Linked DNA regions of Anas platyrhynchos: region 1 is linked to region 2. Evidence: chromatin contacts called from public Hi-C data. All regions are on one chromosome and are shown on one strand. The core of a region is the stretch at or near the end of the contact, and the rest is flanking DNA. Distances in the headings are between cores, read along the strand shown.

What was found. A called contact is a pair of places that touch in the nucleus more often than the background predicts.
Region 1: a Hi-C map of skeletal muscle shows a contact between it and region 2, with 1.6 times the contacts expected there. The contact joins two enhancer-like sites.

What each region holds. Positions count from the first base shown.
Region 1 is chr16:11,869,045-11,873,420 of IASCAAS_PekinDuck_T2T, reverse strand. All of the region lies in intron 1 of FBRSL1 (fibrosin like 1), which reads left to right. Among named protein-coding and RNA genes, the nearest start is that of FBRSL1, 67 kb to the left of the region's middle. Within about 2 kb of position 2,675, at least 2 of the 8 cell types and tissues checked have an H3K27ac peak or open chromatin away from gene starts, as enhancers often do.
Region 2 is chr16:11,823,564-11,827,932 of IASCAAS_PekinDuck_T2T, reverse strand. The region is part of intron 1 of FBRSL1 (fibrosin like 1); the gene reads left to right. Among named protein-coding and RNA genes, the nearest start is that of FBRSL1, 110 kb to the left of the region's middle. Within about 2 kb of position 2,457, at least 4 of the 8 cell types and tissues checked have an H3K27ac peak or open chromatin away from gene starts, as enhancers often do.

The DNA of each region.
Region 1 (4,376 bases), core at 1,426-3,925, 45 kb before region 2:
CTTACCTGGAAGACACATCTCCCTCGTGGCATTGCTGTGGGACAGCCCATGAATGCTTGCTGTGTGAAAATAAGTAAGATTTTCTAAATAGCTGGTGTTGCCTGAGAGAAGAAACCCACAGTAGGAAAAAATTGTAATTGCTCCATTGTGATTTGCCATGATGTTCTTCACATATACAGGGGAAGGGCTTCTCTGCTAAGGGCGTTTGTCTGGTTATTCGAGGGATGAGCAAAACGTGTGGGGTCTTATGTTGAGCGTAGAAGCGCAGAAATAGCAGAATTAGCAGCTTTCTGGTCTTCAGTGTTGAGCGGGGTTGCATGTGCTGTTGATGCAGGACACCACGCAGCTTTAAATACAACAGTTTTGTTGCGTAAAGGAAGAGATTAAGAAAAATACTGGGGACCTGAAGTGTAACCTCAGACCTATTCATACGTGTTTGGTCTCCATCTGTTGTGCAAACACTTGGCAGCGGGTGTGAGTCACCGTGCTGCAGCCAGCAGGGCTGGTTGTGCCTCAGGTGCGTGCCCGTGTTTGCAGGATTAGTCCTCAGCTGGCTGGGCTGGTCGGGGGATCTCACTTGGGCTAAATAATAGTGCGTGTCAGCCCTGCTTTTCCTTTTGGTTACCGTCAGAGATTATTATGTAGGACATCCAAAATGTCTTTCTAAATATGGTGAGATTTAGTACAAGGAGTACTAAAGGAGTACAAGGAAATTAAAATGGAAAGCATAAGCAAGGCAGGCATTTATAAATGATTGAACTAAATTATACTCACTAGAATGAGCTGCAGCTGTGACAGCGATGTTTCTTTCTTCAGGTAAATAGCATTACCCATCATTATTGGTTATGCTAAAAGGCCATAATTCCATGTTAACATGCCTTATTGCAGCCTGATAAGTCATAGTCTAATCTCCATTACCAGACTGCCCATAAATATTAGAGATATGTGGGGCAGGGAAGGTAAGGAATGAAATCTGGTTTTGATGCAGCAGTATCAGCGCTGGCTGGCCCTGCCGGGACAGAGCTGAGTCATTTTAAATGCAGCAATTCCTGTAACGCGTGTGGTGACCTCTTATTTTTATTTGAGTAAATATATAGCTGTATTTTCACCTATTCAGTCTTTCTTTAAAAAATAAAAAAGCAATTGTTCCAGAATGCCTTGGTGACTTAGACACATGAGGAAATACAAACAAGTTTCGGCATTATGATTGTGAGCGTATTGCGGTGTTACACCACAAATGCAATACCACTGGTGTTTTCACTTCAGCAAGTTGCTGCTTTTTGTGGACAATAAAACCACAGGCTGTTGAAATTATATGGTATAATAATGGAGTCAAATCCGCATGCTCAAGTGATCCTGTGTGTTTTTGACGTTTTATTAAAGTGATGAGTAGGTAAAAAGTCTTTTTTGTTTTGTTTTCTTGCTGCCAGGGATTGTAAGAAAACAGGGTAACACCAACCTTTCCAGTTAACTATTCACAGAAAACATAATTAGCAGTTTGGCTCTTTCTTGCCCAAACAGTTGAGGATGTGTGATGGACTCTTGGATGGTGTGGACACAAATGACACTGAGGTCTCTTCACTTTGAGCCTCCTGACTTTTGAAATCACGGTGGATTTCAACCACCGTTTGTTGTTCACAGAAACATTTAAACCAAAGTTGAAATCAAGGGATTAGCTCCGTTTTGTGACCCTTTCAAAAACACTGCATGCCAAATCCTCTGAAACAACTTCCATTGAAAAGCTGAATGCGTTTTTCCTCCCTGACCGAAATGGCAGAATGCACAAGGGCAGCGCTTTTCATATTTTAAAGTTCCAGGAGTGGTGAAGAGAAGCCTGGTCCCGTTACGGGACTCACCACGGGTGGCTGTCGTTCGAACAGTGCTGCCTGCTCCTAACCCTAACCCTAACCCAGGTTGTGCCGGGCAGGCAGTGCAGGGTCCTGGGCAGCCCCAGCGTGGCAGGACGAGGAGGGGAGGCCTAGGAGAAGGGGAAGAACAAACCTCAGATGCAGTAAGGGAACGAACTCGGAAAACACACGCGACGGTCCCCATGTGCCAGCAGTGAGCTCGGGAAGCACATCCAGCCACCCCAAGCTGCCAAGGGCGGGCAGCCCTCATCTGGGCAGGGCATTCGGCAGTGACGTGGTGATACGTACACCAGGGCTTTTTTCTGGGGGAAAACCCAAGTGTGCGCCATGTGGTTCAGTAGACAGCCGTGGTTTTGCAGGGATGAAAGTAAAATTGAGTGCTATTGCTCTGCTGTGCGTTATTTTCTCTGTTTCAGGCTGGAATTTTGCTGGTTTGCACCATTTTCTGCTGCCATTGGGTGGTTTGAAAGCTTGGTTTCCCTGCCTTGGATTTATTGAGGGAGCATGAAGGAAAAATGAACCGGAGCAGTATATTTTCTTTGTTGTCTTCTTGCTGTCAATTGAGTCTTAGTGGTACCATTAGTCACTTCATGACACGTTACCTTACCTGAGTGAGTTTTGCTCCCCTCTGCGTGTTTGACTGGATTTTTAAACATGTTTTTTTGTAGGTTGCCACACATCCTGAGACTGGAAAGCATGATTCTCTAAAATCCGCTTACTTTTTGAGCTTTCAAGGCTTGCCTCCCCTCACCCACCTTCCGTCAGGCTGCGTCCGGCAGAGCTCCCGGGGCTGGCTGTGAGCCTTATCTCTGTTGACACAATTAGTCGGCTCGCAGGGTGAGCGTGACAGCGACTGCGTGCAGGGCTGGTGGAACGCAATTACCGAGCAACAACAGATCCCCAAAGAAAATCGTAATAGTGAAAATGATGAAAAGAATCTTTATTTCTGCACCGTGGAGGTGTGCGTGACAGTCCCAAAGCATATTCACTTGCACGAACGTTCAGAACCATTGGCCCTGTTGCATTTATCTTGGTGACATCCAGCTCCGTTCCTGACCGGGAGCATTGCTGCCCTAGATGCTCAGCACAGCTGCTGGTGGTGAAGTCGGGGTGGGAGCTGGGACCTTCATCAGCGCACGGCAGCTGAGCAGAGCACGTCCCTCTGCGTGCTTTCCTACCCCTTCCTTGCAAACACGCAGTTGAAATTTTTCCTAAACTTTATATAGCTTCTGAAGAAAAACTGAACTTTGCTGTGTGTTGAAGCTGTGGAGTCCTTTGTGTGTGTGCATGCAGCTTAGGATTCCTATTAATAACAATTGGTTTGTAAAGTGTGGTTACTGGAATTGGCAAGCATGTATTGGCAGCAAGGCAGCACAATAGCAGAGCTGAATGCAAGCAGCAGGCTGCTAATGCACCCCTACAGTACGCTCGTTTGTGCATTTTTAAATTATTACATTTGGCCTCTGCTTGCATTAAGTGTATCTTGGGTTTGACTGTCAGAAACAGGAAGATCCTGATAGCAGATAACTGTCCTTAGTAGCTGTATTGGTCAAAACAGAAGTGTTAAAAGTGTTTTCAGTGAGAAAACTTCCAGCTGAAGACTACAATTACAGAGAGCAAAGTGGTTCTGAAAGCTGGCTGCTGGTGAGGGGAGTGCTCGCGATATCCCTAATCATAATCGTTGGGGTTCGAGCGCTTCCTGTAGCGATCACACGTCTGTAACTGCAGACGGAGAAATATCCGTGCAAAGCCTTGGGTAAGTTGCAGCTAACGGGGGGAGGCCGTGAAGAATCGAGGAGCAAAGGGAGGGAACGTCACACAGGTTATTTTATTTTTATCCAGAGTGACATTGCAAGGCAGATTTTTTTGTTATTTCCCCATCCACCCAAAAGTGCTTCCCTAGGTCCTGCCTTTCCTGAAGGTGAAACATTCTGTTCGTGTCCCGTTGCCCCACTGGTGAAGGACGCCCCTGCCTCTCTTAGCATGAACCCACTAACTGCGTGTCTGCGGAGTGCAAGCTCAGACCTGTCCAGAAACTTGGTCTGTCGAGTTCAGTTTCAAGAAAGAGGGTTTTCATTTAGCTTGGTTTCTTCAAATACGAACGCTAGGAAGGCAAGCCAACGGCATCGCACCGCATTATTGCTCTGTTGTGTTTAGGGTTGTAAAGCTTACTGTAACGCTAACACAGACTGGCATCTGTTTTGTTTCAGCTTTAGTGTTTGGGAATTACCAAAAAATATCGTACATTTGAGACTGAGTCAGATAATAAGGGGGGACGGTTAGTCAAGAAGCCCCCTCGACACAGAACTGTTTCCCCTACTAAAATGTCTCTGTAGATGACTTGGATGCTGGTAAGGAGCTTGCATGTTGGTTTGGAAGAAAATTCTTTTGAACATAGACAGTAATTTCATAATTAGCCCTTAAAATTACATGGTAGTAAAAACTCGGGAAACATTAAAGATCACAAACATTAAAGCATCTGTTTTATATTGTAGCTACTCTCGTCTT
Region 2 (4,369 bases), core at 1,208-3,707:
GAAAATACTCAGCAACTCATTTTACAGAGATGAGTCAAACCATTGCTGCAGGAGGGCTTAAACACGGTGTTTGTGGTGCAGCCGTGCAGCTTTCAGAACCGCTGCGGGAGCGAACAGGCATGAAGGTTTGCCTGCTCTGGGGCACAGCCTTGCTTCAAGAGTCCTCGTGGCTGCTCCTGTCAGGCAGGATCAGGTGCTTGTCACTTCACTGACACCAAAGGCGCTGAAAAATGACACGGCCACATTTGCTCTGTGCTTCCCTTGGTGTTCACAGGCAGCAGCGATGGAGAAAACGTAAGAAAAGTCACCACTGAGAGCAAACTCCTTACAGACTTGTATGGGACTGACACGAGAGAGCTGTCAGCTTTTCGGGGCTGATGTTATAGTAAAGCTCGCAGCTGGGACCTGCTTGCCAAAGGCTGGCTTGCTCCAAGCCGCTCCTGCCAAATGCAGAGAGAAGCAAACCCCTCCTCTGACCTCTGGCTGCGCTGGGTGCTGGGGACGGGGTGCTCCTCCAGCTCTCACTGCTGTGCAACATGCAGGACTGCCACGTTGTGTTGGGTTCCTACACCACCATGAATTTCCCAACAGCTTTATCGTGCTGCTCTCGTGAGAAATTCCAGGTTGTTGCCCCAGGAAATTTAGCCAGAGTTATCTTTATAAAGTTTTGCGAAGCAGGAAGGTTAATCTCAGTGGGGATTTAATTTCTCTAAATTTGGGGGGAATTAGAGACAGCTGTTTCTCAGCTAATTGTGGGTGATCTGCTTAAATGTAATTGTGTGCCTTTATTTCTGTTCTTAGCAGAGGATCTCAGCACTGACAAGAACCAGTCACATCCCCACTGTTGTGTAGGTGAAATTGCTTTTGTTTTCATCAGTGCTCTGGGCCCATCGGTGCTATTTCAGTGTTAAGTAGATGCTGCAGTACTTGAGACGTGAAAGGCACGACGTTTCTTCAGCTGGATGCTGTATCAGGTTGTTGTTCATATGTTGTGGTACAAACCTGCTGAAGATGGGCTTATTAGCTGGAAGTATTCAGGGACCCCACTTCAGGTCATCAGTCACACGAGGAGGAACAAACTCCTCTAAGACACAGGACAAGCCTTGCTCCTGAGCCATCCTGCCTTTGTGTGGAGGTGAGACCCCACAGCAGACCAGAAATCCTTTTAGAAAGGTCTTCCTGCTGCAGAAAATAGGCATCCATCTTCACAATGCACAGAGGCAGCAGAAATACATTTCAGCTCACATTTTTCCTCGTGCTGGCTGTTTAGACTCCTGAGCAGCATTTAGAGTACATGGTTTCCAGATCTTAGGTTTGGAGTAGTTCAAGATCAAAGTTATTCTAAAGGTTAAGCTACATGTGATTTTATGCCATCAGGAGCACTTCTTAAAGAATAAAATTTGCTTTGATTGGGAGCTAGCAGCAATCTCAGAGACAAATGGTATCTCTTGGCCTAGAAATTTTCACCGACTTCAGAGCCGTGTGAGCGCCGTGCCGCTCTGGGGAGCAGGGAGGGAGGAGCAGTGCAGCGACAGGCACTCGTGTCCTGAGGATGGACAGACAGTGTGAGACCCAGAGGATTCAGCTGTGTGTGTTTGGATATTGTGCCATTTCTTCAGAGCATTCCCCCCATCCCTCTTCTTGGGTTAGCTTGGCCTTTGGGGGATCTCGTAGGGCTTGTAGAAATGTGGTGCTGGCTGTGGCTTTTCTAAGAGGCCATGACTCAGCAGCAGGAGTTGGAAGTTAGGGGATTTCGATGCAGAGAAATGTGATGGAAGCAGGGAATGAGGAGTGTGAGGTCTGGTTGGTGGAAGTGGAGGTGCTGCGTGGTTTCCTGACCCATCCCTGTGTTGGTGTGGAGGGGTGGGTGCAGCTCGGCGCTGCTCCTTGTCCAGATCATGTCCTGCCCCTTCTCCACCAGAGGAGCAAGCTCCCTTTTGCAGTGTCCAGTTACATTCAGAAAGAACTACTGAATAACCCCAGAAAGTACCTCGCAATCAGCAGGAGTACTCTAAAAACACCTTGTTTCCTTCCAGCCTCCCAGCAAGGCGAGGTGGCGCAGCACAGCTGCAGGCAGGGTGAGGCTGGTAGCTGTAAGCCGTGGGGCACATCTTGCACAGCCTCGTGTCTGTGCCGTGCTCGCTCACAGAGCGTTGTTCTCACCCTGCTTGGAGCTCCTCGCACTGCAGACGCCCGAATTCTGTCACGTTGTGTTAGGGGACCCCGCTGGGAAGAGCTACAAGGACCAGCTGCTCTGCGCTTCAAAGGCACAGCCCTGGGTGTTTGCCTATGCTGGAGGAGGCCACTCGGCGTGACCTTGAGGAGCTGCTTTGGGGAGCAGGAGCTCTCCCTTCCTCAGCCTCACAGCCCCGGGCTTGGCAGGGGAGGTGGCCGAGCAGGCGGCTGGATGAGGGGCCCCTGCACGCCTGAAATCAGCTCGAAGCCGTCTGCTAATGGCAAGGTAGTTGGCGGCTGGTGGTTTTCTCCAAGGTCTCTCACAGTCAGCTGTGAAAGCCCCAGATATTTGACTGAATGTATTTTGAAGTGGAGTGGCTTTGTCCCGGCTTTCTTATTTTGTTAATGCGGATATTTAATGGAAACAGCGCGAGAGCTGGGCTCTGAACTGTCAGGCAGGAAGGTTTCAAAATAGGGCAGGCAAAAAAAAGAGCCAGCTTTCAGAAGGTATGTTTGTACTAGGTCCTTAGCATGGCACTGTTTAACTTCTTTTAATCAGTGACCCAGGGGGAAAAAAAAATAGCACCATTACTCAAAGTCCTCAGATAACACGCAGATTAGGTGGAGTGCAAGATAAGGAACAGGACTGGAGTGACTGGGATTGCTTTGCGAACAACGTGTTCTGGGGTAATAAAACGCCCTGCTCTGCGGGTGAAATGAGGGCCCTTGGTGTATAATGAGGAGATGGAGGATGGATAGCTGCCTCCTGAGCAACAGCTGAGCCTGAAAGAGGCATGGGTGTCAGGATGGATAACTGTCTGAATCGGGGTTTTCACAGCCTAGCAGTGCCCAGGATTAGCAAATCCTTGAATGTACAGGCAGGGAAAGGCTGGGCTGAGCAGCTCTGAGGTGAGCACGGCATCCCAGCCTGGTGCTCACAGCTCAGGAAGCACGCGTAAAAATTGGAGAGACTTCAGGAAGGCGTCGTGGGAATTGTTAAAGGATAGGAAAATCTGTCTCGCAGGGAAGGACTCCAGGAGCTCCGGCTATTTTATTGTAGGAGGCTGAGGGGTGAGACGCTTACAATTTATAACAACCTGTATGGGGAAGAGAAGCATGGTAATAGAGGGCTCTTCGTCTGGCAGTCAGAGCAGTGACAAGATCCAGCAGCTGGAAGGCTGTAACACTGATACATTTAGATTGGAGATAAGTGTGAAATCGTACCAAGATGAATAATTAACCGCTGTAGCAGTTTATCAAGGATCGTGATGATCCCATCTCTGGGTATCTCCGAATTCAACCTTTTAAACAAGAGGCCATGGTTCAGTCTGGGATTAATCCAGCCCAGCCTGGTGGTCTGTGTTGGTTTGGTAGCATACCTGCCAGGAGGAGTTGGGAGGCAGTATATTTTTATATTAAAAATCATTTGGAGGTGAATTCTGTCTTGATTTACACCTGAAGAGTCAGTGCTGGGTATCTGAATATGAGAGCACCTTGTGCCCTCACCATTCTTCTGCTTAGCTGTCAGAGGTCTCGAACAGCTCCGGCTTGCAGGTGCTGCTGCAGCTCTCACTAGCAGCCGCTGTCGTGGTTAGCTGCGTGCCAGGGGAAGTGGGGCTGCCTGTCCCTGCCATGCTGCTTTCTGCCGGGAAAGCAGGCTTTGCTCTATTTTCCAGGGCGTTGCAGTTCTGTGAGCTGATGGATGCTCGGTTATGTTCTGTGAGCTGATGGATGCTCGGTGGGAGCTTTTGCAATGTGAGAGATGGGAACGCTTAGCACCTTTGATGCATTGGTCCCTTTTGTTCGCGGTGAGGAGGGTTTGTATTGAACCACGCTGATGTGTATTTGTGCTGAAGAATTATCTGAGCCTTCACTTCTTACCTCGCGGTGGAGGACCCTGTCTGCCTGTCTCTAGAGCTGGCGTTTCGGGGGATCCATTAGCAGCTGACTTGGAACACCGCGATACGGGTGTGTTAGAGGTGCCAGGGCTCGGAGCATTCCAACCTCCAGCTTCGCCGAGGTCGGTGCTTGCTTTGCTCGTGTGTCACCGAGTGGGGCAGGACTCACATTCAGCCAGCGCTGTTATTAGTGCTGGAGCGAGCCTTCGGCAGGCTATTTTTAGCAGCCGGGGCTGTTGTTGAGAGCTTGCAATTGCTAAAAATGCCTTGGAATGATTTCACAAGCGATATTGTCT